2 separate regions of the Mus musculus genome follow, and region 2 is linked to region 1. The links are chromatin contacts, called in public HiChIP or PLAC-seq maps. All regions are on one chromosome and are shown on one strand. The core of a region is the stretch at or near the end of the contact, and the rest is flanking DNA. Distances in the headings are between cores, read along the strand shown.

Region 1 (5,944 bases), core at 2,749-5,248:
CGTTTTGATTTTCTTTTTTGGTCAGTGTCTTAATTACTAGGGTTTCCTATGTTGTTGAAGTGTCCTGGTTCCTGTCCAGCTTTTCTGCATCACAATGGATATTCTTCTCTTGTGCAAAGTTCAACTTAAATGAAATCCCAGTCTCTGTTACTACATGCAGTTGTATTTAGCAGGGCCAAACTCTTGTATCTATATAGCTTTGGTTGCAGCTGAATTCAAGAGGACTATTTTTCTTACAGTGTAGCCTTTCTAGAACATTCTGGCAGCTTTCTTCAGACTTGACCATGACTTTCTCTCTCCTGTTTGAAGGCATTATCTCCACAGGATTTAGTGTGAGGAGAAACAGGGTTCTTACCATGGCACATTCCACCTACTGTGAATGTGGTTCTCCATTCCACCCTGACTCTGTCTACCCCCACCTACAGCAGCTGCAGGCCTTTGAGGTTTTACTGTTTAACCCCTTCACGCCCACTGATAGTACTGTTTAGACCATGTTTCACCAAATGAATGGAACGTAAAGATGGCACACATGTTTGAACACAGCTCAGGACCTCTTCCGATGAATTTATTTAAGAAGCAAGCACTTTTAAGATAATACAAGGCTTCCAGGTGTGGCCGTGGGCTGTTTGCATATGAGGTATACTCCTGGGAGTCAATTCTGCAGCCTGTAATGGTTTTCAGATTGGGCTTTTTAATAGCAGAGGCCGAATAGTGGCAATACTTCCTTTACTTAATTCTATGTTCATTTTTAGCACACGCACAGACAGCCCAGCTCGTTATACATTTATTACTCTGCAATGCATTTGGCAACACACACAAGATTCCCATAGCTGTCCATAACAGGGAACTCACACTGCTTGAACCAGACCTGTCTCATCCCCTCTGCAGTCCCATTAAGTTAAAGAGTAAATTATTAATAATGCTGACTAAAATCAAAGCTCTAAATGACACAAACAAAATTAACCAGCACTGGGAAAACAGAAGCATTTAAAACAACAGAGAAACATTTGCTCTCACAGTGGAACACATCTTGACAGTTATCAGAAGGTATTATCATGGACCATCGTGAGAGGAGTAAATGACTACAGAGGCTGACAGGAGAGAAGGGAGCCTACGGAATTCATTAACTGCCTGTGTAGCTTCATAAGCAGACAGTGATATTAGGGCAATGGTTTGTAAAAATGATGCTTTCTGGCCTCTTTATTCTTTTAAAAATAATAGGAATAAGTCTGAATTAAACAATTTCGATTTGTTCTTAAAACAAAACAAAACAAAACAAAACACAACCAAACCAAACCAAACAAACAAACCAAAAAACAAACCACAGAGTCCAGATTTAGGGGCCCAAACTTTCTTCTTAAAATAATTGCTAAGTCTTAAATTCCTCATAAAACGATAGTTATTTTCTAAAGCTTATTTACAATGATCAGCAGAGAACAAAGAACCCACAGCAGGCCAAGAGATCCTAGATGCCCAGTTGCAGCAGGTGACCAGTCATTCCAGAGAGAAGGCAGGGTCTTGATGAAGCTGCTCAGGTTTGTAAGTCAGTCTGTAACCTGGTCTGGACTTGCAAGAAGATTGGGCCAGGAAAAGCTCAGGCTTTTAGACAGGCTTAGCTTTCCAGTCCATATTTTGGGTGCTAGTGTCCTGCCACCAGAGGAGGGAGAATATTTTTCTTCAAACTGCAGCCTAAAGTAAAGCTTGACTTCCACAGGCCTCCATGAAATGGTCTTGGCTTCTTTTGGGAATCCTACACTCTCACTACTATAGCTATGGTAGCATGAGCCCCAGTGATATCAACCTGTGGGGCACTGATATATTTGACAGTAGAGTTAGTGCTAGGCTCAGTTCATTTCAACTCATAGGAGGTTTGCACAAGAACCACTCACAGAGGTGGATGCTGGCTAGCAATGTCTTGTATAGGAAATCCAGCATGTCCATGTATCAAGAGGGGAAGCACAACAAGTTGCTTCAAACCTACTTACACCCTGAGATGTACAGGAAGGATTCTGATAGGGAAGAGGACATTGTCCTAATAGGCTGTGGGAACTCCTTAACCATGGGCCACCATCCTACACAGGCCAGTCCTTCTTGAAGATTCGCTCCTTCTAATCTCGACAGGTCCCTGAAGCTTGTGCCTGTCTGTTCCCAAATTTCTAGTGAAGGTCACAGGCTGATCCCTGTCTAGCTTTGGGTAGCAATGTTGGTGCAGCTGTCTGATCAGGCTCCTGCATCTCCCCTGCACGTGCAATGCAGTTTGCACTGCTCTAAGCCACACTTGCCTGGCTGAGTGGCCCTGTCAACTGTCCTTCCAGTAGGTGGGAATTTCACTTCCTTATTTCCAGGCATAAATAATTGCAGATGCAAAATTGGGGCCTTATTTTAGACACAGGCGTTGAGAATGTGACTCAAAATATTCAACAATATTTTTAATCCTGTTTTTTAAGTATGAGGAAGCCTGAGCAACTTGCTGGTCAAGGCTCTGGATTTGTCAAGCCACACAGGTCAAAAAGGCGACAGGTGGGAGATGAGATTTCAGTGCTGCATGCAACTTGTGTTTTACTTTTGTTCCTTATTTCCCGTCCCTTATAAAGAACTATTCTTAAACATACCACTGCACCCAAGGCTTTAAGAGCCATTATCCCATCAATGATAACATATCCTGGGGTTCATAGCTTACTTGGCTGCATCTGTCTGGCACATAACTTTCATGGGATAGTGAAAAATATGTATCTCTTCCTTCAAAAAACATGTAGAAAACACATTTCTCCTCTTTTGCTTAAGGTTCCTTCTTCCCCTGTAACAGCATTTTATTGGGCCACTGAGTGGTATATCCCTTGGCCAGGAGAATATGCAGAAGAGATAGCGGGTGCACACGCGTGCGCGCGTGCGCGCACGCACGCGCACACAAACACACACACACACACACACACACACACACACACACACAAGTATTCAATTCAACTCTTCCCCTTCACTATATAGGTCCAAATCATTCCCATGTCCTGGGTCCCCTTGCTGCTAGGTAGGTTGCTGAAGGAAAATTTGGCCAAAAGAGGTGCTCAAGTATTGGCTCAGTGCAAGCTTCATTGCTCCACTGGACTTCCCTGACAAAACAGAAACTTAAGACAAATTGGTTTCAGGACTGTGACCTCAGGATATGATGGACCCTGTTGCACACTGGCACGTCCAGGAATCCTGCCATGCTGGCAGGCTTAGTGGATGACTAAAAGAAAGACAAGGTGCAGTGGCTTGGGTTTACCAACACACAAAGCCTCATATGTCTGGTCTTTGTGAGTTATGGTAGTTGGACCTTCGGATATCTCATCTCTACCACCTGGGTAGCACCAACTGCTGGAGAATTTATGAGCACAGACACCTTGGGGCTTTCTTGAGAGAGGTGATTGGTCAGAGAAAATGGAGTGCTCTGGAGTTACAGCCGCCCTGACTCCAGCCTGTGATTAGGCAGCTTGGGTACTGTCAGCGAGGAACCACAGGCAGATCGGACATGGCAGCTGCAGATCTGCCATTGGCCCAGCTGACTGCCTCTGGTCTGGAATGTTCTTATTATTCTTGTTCTATAACCAGGTGGCTGAGGGAAACCAGGGCCTTTCTGACCTCAAACTGACAAGCATAGGCTCTGTCCCTCTAATGATCAAACTCTGCTAAGCACTAGAGATGGAGGACAGATACTGCTGGTACAGCTCTTCTTCCAGGGCCTATGTCCATGACAAGAGATGGGTTATTTCCTGCACACTATAGGGCATAAAATTCTAGCACACAGCCCTGGGAATGTGTTCTATTGAAACATTTGCTCACAACTGAATGGGAAAGCAGGAGGCCAAACTGCCCTTGGGTCAGGGTAAACACTGCTCTTTCCTGGCTCCAGTTGAGTCATGTAAAAGAAGGTGATTAATGAGACATTAAATGGTGTGTATGTTTTAAGGACACAGAGGACAGGGGCTCTCAGAACCGCAGGAGCCTGTGGTTTCTGAAATACTGGTGGGTGGCTTCCTGTAGTTGCAAGGCATGCTGGGGAGATGAGATAGGACAGGCCCCACCTAACTCCCTTCATACGGATTCTGGCAGTTTGGCTCCTGCAGCCTGGTCTGACCTGCTGCTCCCATGCAGTTAGACTGGGGAAGCAGAGCAGCTAGCTATCAGCCAGACAAGTAATAGACATCTAATAAGGTCACGTGGCCAGAAACGCAGAAGCCCACAGACCAGTTTCTGGGGGCAGAGATCGGAAGCCATTCACTTTATTTTGTGCCTGTAGACAGTGACTTTAATGTTATGTAAATGTAGCCCTTAATTCCTAATGTCTGGAAATGTGTGTGTCAGGGCTGTGGCAGCTCAGGTTGTGGATGATCCAGACGACGGTGTGTGTGTGTGTGTGTGTGTGTGTGTGTGTGTGTGTGTGTGTGTGTGTATTCAAGGAAAGCTTGTGATTACTAGCCTCTGATTTCCTTTTTCCATGACAAGATTTAAATAGGACAAGACAAGATGATGAAAACTGAGGGGTAAGCCAGTGTCTGCGGAAGGGGCCTCTCTGGAGAGGGGAAAGGAGGTGGAAGCTCTGGAAAGCAACTGCACTCCTGGTTTCAAGGCACAAAGTGATACCCTCCTGGTCAGAATCACTTATCTAACTAGAAACACCGGGAAATCAGCATGAAGGGCAAATTTGTGTCTAGGAAGATGAGCACCATGTGACAGAGGCTTGCCAGAGAGTCATATGTGTGGGTGGCAGTGGAGTGCAGAAAGAAGGGCCAGTGGTAAATTCCCTCCAAGCAGGTGGAAGGAACCAGCAAGGCAGTGTAGGCCCCAGCTGCCCACTTTGTCTTCCCACAGGAAGCCTGTGGCCTAGTGTAAGTCTAGCCCTATGGTAGCTGTACAACCAAATGTCCTGCTCTTCGCTGTCCTCGGGTCCTCAATCTATCTCTCTGGGGACAGTTAGGATCCGGGTTAATGTGATGAAATTTGTCATCTCTTGAGGCACAAGCAGCCCAGGAGCCTAGAGCCTGGAATGATGGTCTCTCTAAGATGATCTGAATAACCAAATGCTCACACTTGAAGCCAATTCTTTGCTCCTAAAGTAGCCTGTAATGCTTTTTATTCTAGTTTTATTGACATAGGGAAATTGTTCATTTTTTAGATGTTTTGTGATATTTTGATACAAGCATACATACTGGTCAAATAGGTTAATTGGCATGTTCACCACACCAAACATGTACTTTTCTTTGCCATACCACCAAGGATATTAGAGTCTGATTTGTCTAATTGACTTCTTTTTTTAATCAAGGGTTGTTGAAGGAAAAAAAAAACATATGGTTAAGCCTGGTGAGAAGGATTATACTGCCAGGTACACTGCAGGATGAGGCCGGGGGATGGAAAAGTTCAAGGCTTTCTAGGGCTATAGATTGAGATCAAGGCCACTTGGAGCAATGTAGGAAGAGTATGTCTTAACATAATAAGCAAAAATGGACATGGAGATGGAGTCTAGTGCTAGGGATCTTGTCTAGCACGTGCAAGGCCCTGCGCTCAATCCTTAGCACCACAGAAGAAAACAATCAGGAATGTCAATGATAGTATTTTCTTTGCACCATTCTAAAGCACATAAGAGAGAAGCTTATTTTTCTCAGAAGCTACAGTCACTATTCCTAGATCATGTGACTAGTGTAACCTGGAGATGTCCCTTCTTTGTAGTGACTTAGACAAGGAAGCTTAGAGCCAAAAGGCAACTCTTTGTTTCTCTATACCTTATCTATCCCAGAAATCCTCAACAAACTTATTTCCCTCACTTCATCCCCATATCTGTTTATATTTCACTTTATTGTTAATACTCCTGGTTTTTAAATTGTGAGCCAAATGTAAGTAATTTTGGAGTTAGGAGAATCATTGGCAACTAAATATAAATGATGTCAGCTGTTGGGCTCCTTGGTCATTT
Region 2 (6,083 bases), core at 551-3,050, 93 kb after region 1:
TTATGTCTGGAATTGAACCTAGGTCCTCTGTAAGAGCAACAAGCAGTGCTCTTAACTGCTAAGCAATCACTCTATCTCTGTTTTGATGTCTGTTCATGAATGTTATATTATGTTATGATTGTGTAAGATACTGATTGATCAATCTTGTCCAGCACATTTACTAACTAAATTGTGGCGAGTGATTAATGAGTTTTTGATCAAATAAAGTTTTTGGAATAAAGTGCTATATTCATGTCCTCTCATCAGAAAAAGTTATTGTTTCTCAGGCCTCAGAGAGTGTGCCCCAAGGTCTGAAATTCAAGTCATGGAGTTCGGGGTGGTGAGACTGTGGGAATGCCCAGGAGCTTATAGAACTGGTAAGGATCAAATTCCTGCCAAAGTGGCCGCCTTGCTATGGCACTCACAGATTCTCTCTCTGAGAAACAAGATGGGAAAACTGCTGAACCAGAGGGAAAGAAAAGGGGTTTGGTGATTCTGACTACCCAGCAAAGAGAAGTCGCTCATACAAAAAAAGGAGGGAGGGGACAGAGGAGAGAAAAGAGCAGAAAGACCTGTCAGTGCAGACAAGGAGACTTGGCCAATGCTGCTCTTTCATCTTGCATCTCGGCATTGCTGAAAGATGACTCTTCTGTAGAGACCAAAGAAGCAGCATCAGACAGAGCCCCAAGTATCAGTCCCTGCGAGGAGTCCCTGTGCTACCCAAATATCAGTCCCTGTAAGGTGTCCCTGTGCTACCTGGGACGGATGCTCATGAGTTCCTAAACAGAAAAGGGACACACACACACACACACACACACACACACACACACACACACACAATTTCTGCAAGCCACCACATGGGCTCAGTTCCAGGAGATAATTTTCAGTGGCATGACCCACTTTTTTGGCTCCTTTATATACCAAGCTGAGCTTGAGGGGCCTGGAGAACACAGCTGCAACTCTTCCTGCAGCACAAACCCCAGGAAGGACGGGTGACGAGAGCTGCCTTCTGGGGAGAGCTTGGGGTCCCTGGAAAATGATCTGGGATCTCCTCTGCTGCTCAACACAGAGCTGGTACACACCAAGCCTCACTAGACTTAGGGATGAGGGCTAGGTCTTCAAGAGTTTTAACAAAAATGAGAGATGAACACTTTCTCACCTAAAACAACCCAGTCAGTGACCAGGGGTACCAGGAGCCAACGTGTATTCAGTGCTTACAAGCCCAGCAATGTCAACAGTAAGTTGTTTCATTTACTCAACCTGGCACTGCCCCCTGCTTTACAAATCAGGAAACAGACTATACATGCCCCTGGGCTTAGAGACTGGGCCCCAACTCCCTAGCTTAAGTGGTGTTTCTGTGCTTGATACTGGCATAGTCGAAGGAGCCGAGCAAGGGCATGGGGAATGCTGGGAGAGGAAAGCACAGTAAGGACAGACTGACTCAGGCCTGTCAGTCCCCCATGTGCCTGCAGTCTTCCAACCCTACCCTTCCAACCTGGGCCAGTGCCAAAGCCTGCTTGTATTTTGCTGCTGAGTGGGGACGAGACAGCTGGGAGGGTACTACTGCTCAGCTACGGAGAATATCAACTAAGTTCCTATAGCCTTTGATTTGTAGGTGGCAAGGAGCAAGTCAGATGAGCCAAGTGCATCTGGAAAAGCCTATAACAGTAGGGAGGCCTTGCTCCCAGCTAAAAAGGAGAAAACTAGATCCCACTGCATGAAGCAGTGACTGTTGGGAGGAAGTGGAGGCAGCTGGTAGCAACCAGGCACTCTCCAGCTCTGGGCAGTTCCTCTCATGTTGAAGCCAAGGTACGGATGTGGTTTCCAACTCTCTGGAGGCCCCAGAAAGATATGTATCCTGGCCTCATGCAAGCTTGATTTAGAGATAAGCGCTGGCCTGGAACCAAGAGGAGCTGGGTTGCCTAGCACAGATCCCCAGCTTTCCCCATGCGTTGATCTCTCTTCTTGCCTTCCCTGCCCCTCACTGCCACATTGCTGCTAGGTCCAGGAAGTACTGAGCATGCTCTTCTGGTGACCTTTGAGTTTGGGGCCCCCATCTTTAATGTTCCTCAAACAAGACAGAGGTAGCACTTCCTTCCTCCTTGGAAGAGGCCTTTTGGCATGTAAGCACCTGGCCTTCACATTCCTCTGAAATTTGCCTGAACTTAGAGTTGTTCCACTCACTTGGGGCTAGAAAGGGCACTGGACCCACACAGATCCACCCCAGAAAGGCTTTTCTGACATAAAGGATCCCATGGTCTTTTCTCAATCCTTCATAGACGAGATTTAGATCTCTATCTTTATCATTTAAAAGCATTTGCCACACAGTGGGTGCTCAGTGATTCTTAATATAGAATGGGTGGAGAGGATGCGAGAGACAGAGGGAGGAAAGAAGAGAGGGAGGGATTTTCATCTAACTCTTGTATTTACTTGTTAACCGTGTAAGCTTAGGGGTGTGTGCAGATATGTGAAGAAGGAGAGGGATCGCACTGTGCATCTAGAAATCAGATTGGTCATTCTGAGATGCTACTTAAGGCCATGTGCCGAAACTTCCTGACAAATAATAATGTTAGTTTTGTTTTCCTTCTTCAGGTATTGTAATAGCATGATGGTGCAGCTTCATCTTCAGCCTGACGGGATTTAGAAGACTCAGAGGGTTTGCTTGTAGATGTGTCTGTGAGCATTTTTCTACGAAGGGGGAGATTCAGAATAAAATAGAAAAAGGAGAAGGTCCCCCTCTCACCAGTGTCTCCTCTCACCAATGTCCCCTCTCACCAGTGTCCCCAATTACCAGAGTGCCCTCTCACTAGTGTGCCCCCTTCACCAATGTTCCCTCTCACCAATGTCCCCTCTCACCAGTGTCCCCTCTCACCAGTGTCTCCTCTCACCAGTGTCCCCCCTCACCAGTGTCTCCCCTCACCAGTGTCCCCTCTCACCAGTGTCCCCACTCACCAGAGTCCCCTCTCACTAGTGTGCCCCCTTCATCAGTGTCCCCTCTCACCAGTGTCCCCAATTACCAGAGTGCCCTCTCACTAGTGTGCCCCCTTCACCAATGTTCTCTCTCACCAATGTCCCCTCTCACCAGTGTCCCCTCTCACCAGTGTCCCCTCTCACCAGTGTCTCCCTAACTAGCTTCCTCTCTCACCAGTGTCCCCCTTCACCAGTGTCTCCTCTCACCAGTGACTCCACTCACCAGTGTCCCCCTTCACCAGTGTTCCCTCTCACCAGTGTCCCCCTTCAGCAGTGTCTCCTCTTACCAGTGTCTCCACTCACCAGTGTCCCCCTTCAGCAGTGTCTCCTCTCACCAGTGTCTCCTCTCACCAGTGTCCCCCCTCACCAGTGTCTCCCCTCACCAGTGTCCCCTCTCACCAGTGTCCCCACTCACCAGAGTCCCCTCTCACTAGTGTGCCCCCTTCATCAGTGTCCCCTCTCACCAGTGTCCCCAATTACCAGAGTGCCCTCTCACTAGTGTGCCCCCTTCACCAATGTTCTCTCTCACCAATGTCCCCTCTCACCAGTGTCCCCTCTCACCAGTGTCCCCTCTCACCAGTGTCTCCCTAACTAGCTTCCTCTCTCACCAGTGTCCCCTTCACCAGTGTCTCCTCTCACCAGTGACTCCACTCACCAGTGTCCCCCTTCACCAGTGTTCCCTCTCACCAGTGTCCCCCTTCAGCAGTGTCTCCTCTTACCAGTGTCTCCACTCACCAGTGTCCCCCTTCACCAGTGTCCCCTCTCACCAGTGTGTCTCCTCTCATCAGTGCCCCTCTTTTTGTCATTGTGTAAGCTGTTTATTTCTGTCCTGCCTTTATCTATGAATCTGAACCCTTTGAAAACATGAGTCCCAAATAAACCTTTTCTCTTTTAAGGTTTTTCTGTCATGCATTTACTTACAGCGATGACAAAACAACACATACCATGCTGGATGGTATTACTTTCTTCTATACATACTAATGGAAGCTACAATTTTATCATTAAAATACTCAAGCATTTCAATGTTCAAAGGTATTAAAGGTGCATACTATCAAACTAGGTAAATTTTTGTAAAGGTATTTTGTGATTAAACACTACTATAATCACACTATACATGACAATGTATTGTTTTTAAGTGTACCACCTCAGTGTTCACCACAACCTTTCAATATGGACATTTTTTTCCTGATTCTACAAAGAGGATATCACTACAAGATAGACATTTATTATACTGTATAAAAATGGTAAGAATACAAAAGTCGAGGGTGCAAATGACCCTGCAGGGAAAAAGGAAATAAAGTGTACAAAATCTAAACTCAGAAGAGGAAGGGTCAGTACAAAAGTAAACCCTCCCAGGCATACCAAACCAAGCCCAGGACACTGAGGGGGCTGAAATATTAATAAATGCCGGAGTATTATTACCAGTAAGATTTTGCCTCCTGGTCTTTGCTGGGTAACTTCTGATTCCTTAACCCTAGTGTATGCAAGGTTTATTATTGCACTTAGAAGAAGAGCAAAAACATGCAGAGATCAAGCCAGTGAGAACACATGGAAGATTAGGACTACCAAGTATATTCCTTTGCCCATGAGGCTGGGCCCCACCATCCCATGCTAGCTGACTGTCTCCCAGCCTTCAGTACAGCAAGGCTGAAAGAGACCTTGGGCAAGGTATTTCTGGATGCGGCAGGCTGTTGCACAAGACGCTTGGTCAAGCCTTCGAGCGTTCTCTCTGGCTTGTGCTGAAGGATACAGGTATTGCAAAGGCACACCCGCACAGATAAGGAGAGCTTTGCGTAGTTCCCTGTCCGACTTGCACATATTCCCATTTGACCCAACACTCAGGTCATGAAACTACTCACCGGTTGGAGAAGCCCCCAAACAGTGGCTGTCCCCCCTTCCTTAGTTTCATGACACAGGCTTGGTCCCGGGTGTATCAAGCACAGGGACAGGGTGTAAGAGGATGGGTTCTGAGGCACAGAGAGCCAATGCCAGTTTCATCCTTGTTTTTTTTTTTTTTTTTTTTTTTTTTTTTTTGTTCTGACTTGGGGGAAATCATTTCAGCTATGTACTAGCTTCCATATCCGGAATACCACAGCCTGGTAGTGTTTACTTCCAAGGGCTGCCATGAAAAGGAAATAAGATCACACACCTCAGTGGAAGAGCCTGAGGTGTGAGCTCTTTTTGTCTTCAATTGTTTAATGCAGAGTCTGCGGGACAGCACACTGCTACAAGCAAGGTGGCTTCCATGTTCCTCAGGATCCTTTATTTGCCATTTGTTGCCGACAAGAGGACGTGGAGAAATCCAGGCAGCAGTTCATGTCACTGCTCCATCCTCATTTCCCTGTTATCTGTAAAGAGAGTTGGCTAGGAGTATTTTGCAGCCCCTTCCTTTCAAATGGGCCAGCACACAGCCAGTGTACGGGAGTGTGAAAACATGTCAATAACAGCTCAAAGGAACCACACTGGGAAAAGGTCTAACCAGCACACTCCCACGGAGAGAGAGAGTGAGCCACCAGTAAATGGAAGTGACAAGGCTGCACTGTGCAGAGTGGTGGTAGCATCATTGAGCTGTGCACACCTGCCACTACTCAGGAGCACTCACGGAGAAGGTGACCTCCCCACAAGAAATATCCAAAAGCCATGATGAGGCATTGGTTCTTTGTGAGCCAAAGGTCACAGTGTCCCCCCGCCCCATACCCTCCACTTCACTGAGAAAATAGACTAAACAATAGCAGTAGGCCCTCAAGAATGAATATTTTCAACATTGTCCCCAGAGGGAGGGGATGAAAACTTTAGAAGACATTTGTAAGTGTGACCGCTCTGCCTTGGTTTGCCAAGCAGGAATACAGTCTGCTAGGCTGTTTTGATTGGAAAAGACCGTGGTTCTACACTGTGATTTACAAACTCACACTTAGATTTTTCACTTGAGAAAGAACTGATTCTTGCAATAATCTAGTTAGAGGAGCCAATTAAAGTGCAGGAATATGTAAATCACACACACATGACTATATGTGTATATACAAACACACACATACGTATGCATACTGTGTTTTAAAAGGTACTGTTGTGGCTAGTATAAAGATCTGCCTTTATGGATTTGTTTTCCCCTGGGGGCAGGAAACCACCTTAAATTT

Evidence for each region. HiChIP or PLAC-seq counts read pairs in DNA pulled down with a chosen protein or histone mark.
Region 2: a contact with region 1 is called in an H3K27ac HiChIP or PLAC-seq map of the HPC-7 cell line, with 13 times the contacts expected there. The contact joins two enhancer-like sites. A contact is called at or near these places in 7 of 39 promoter capture datasets (the C10 cell line, the HPC-7 cell line, cranial neural crest and 2 more), 2 of 15 datasets of contacts at CTCF or cohesin (CD8 T cells and large pre-B cells), 20 of 484 Hi-C or Micro-C datasets (B cells, CD4 T cells, CD8 T cells and 11 more) and 12 of 115 datasets of contacts at active chromatin or transcription factors (the 230-238 cell line, CD8 T cells, the HPC-7 cell line and 8 more).

The regions. Positions count from the first base shown.
Region 1 is chr11:11,655,390-11,661,333 of GRCm38.p6, reverse strand. All of the region lies in intron 1 of Gm11999 (predicted gene 11999), which reads left to right. Among named protein-coding and RNA genes, the nearest start is that of Gm11999, 27 kb to the left of the region's middle. Within about 2 kb of position 3,998, at least 103 of the 459 cell types and tissues checked have an H3K27ac peak or open chromatin away from gene starts, as enhancers often do. A contact at or near this core is called in the 230-238 cell line, B cells, CD8 T cells and 14 more, where this site is marked.
Region 2 is chr11:11,560,153-11,566,235 of GRCm38.p6, reverse strand. The region is part of intron 1 of Gm11998 (predicted gene 11998); the gene reads right to left. Among named protein-coding and RNA genes, the nearest start is that of Gm29945, 5.3 kb to the right of the region's middle. Within about 2 kb of position 1,800, at least 131 of the 459 cell types and tissues checked have an H3K27ac peak or open chromatin away from gene starts, as enhancers often do. A contact at or near this core is called in the 230-238 cell line, B cells, CD8 T cells and 14 more, where this site is marked.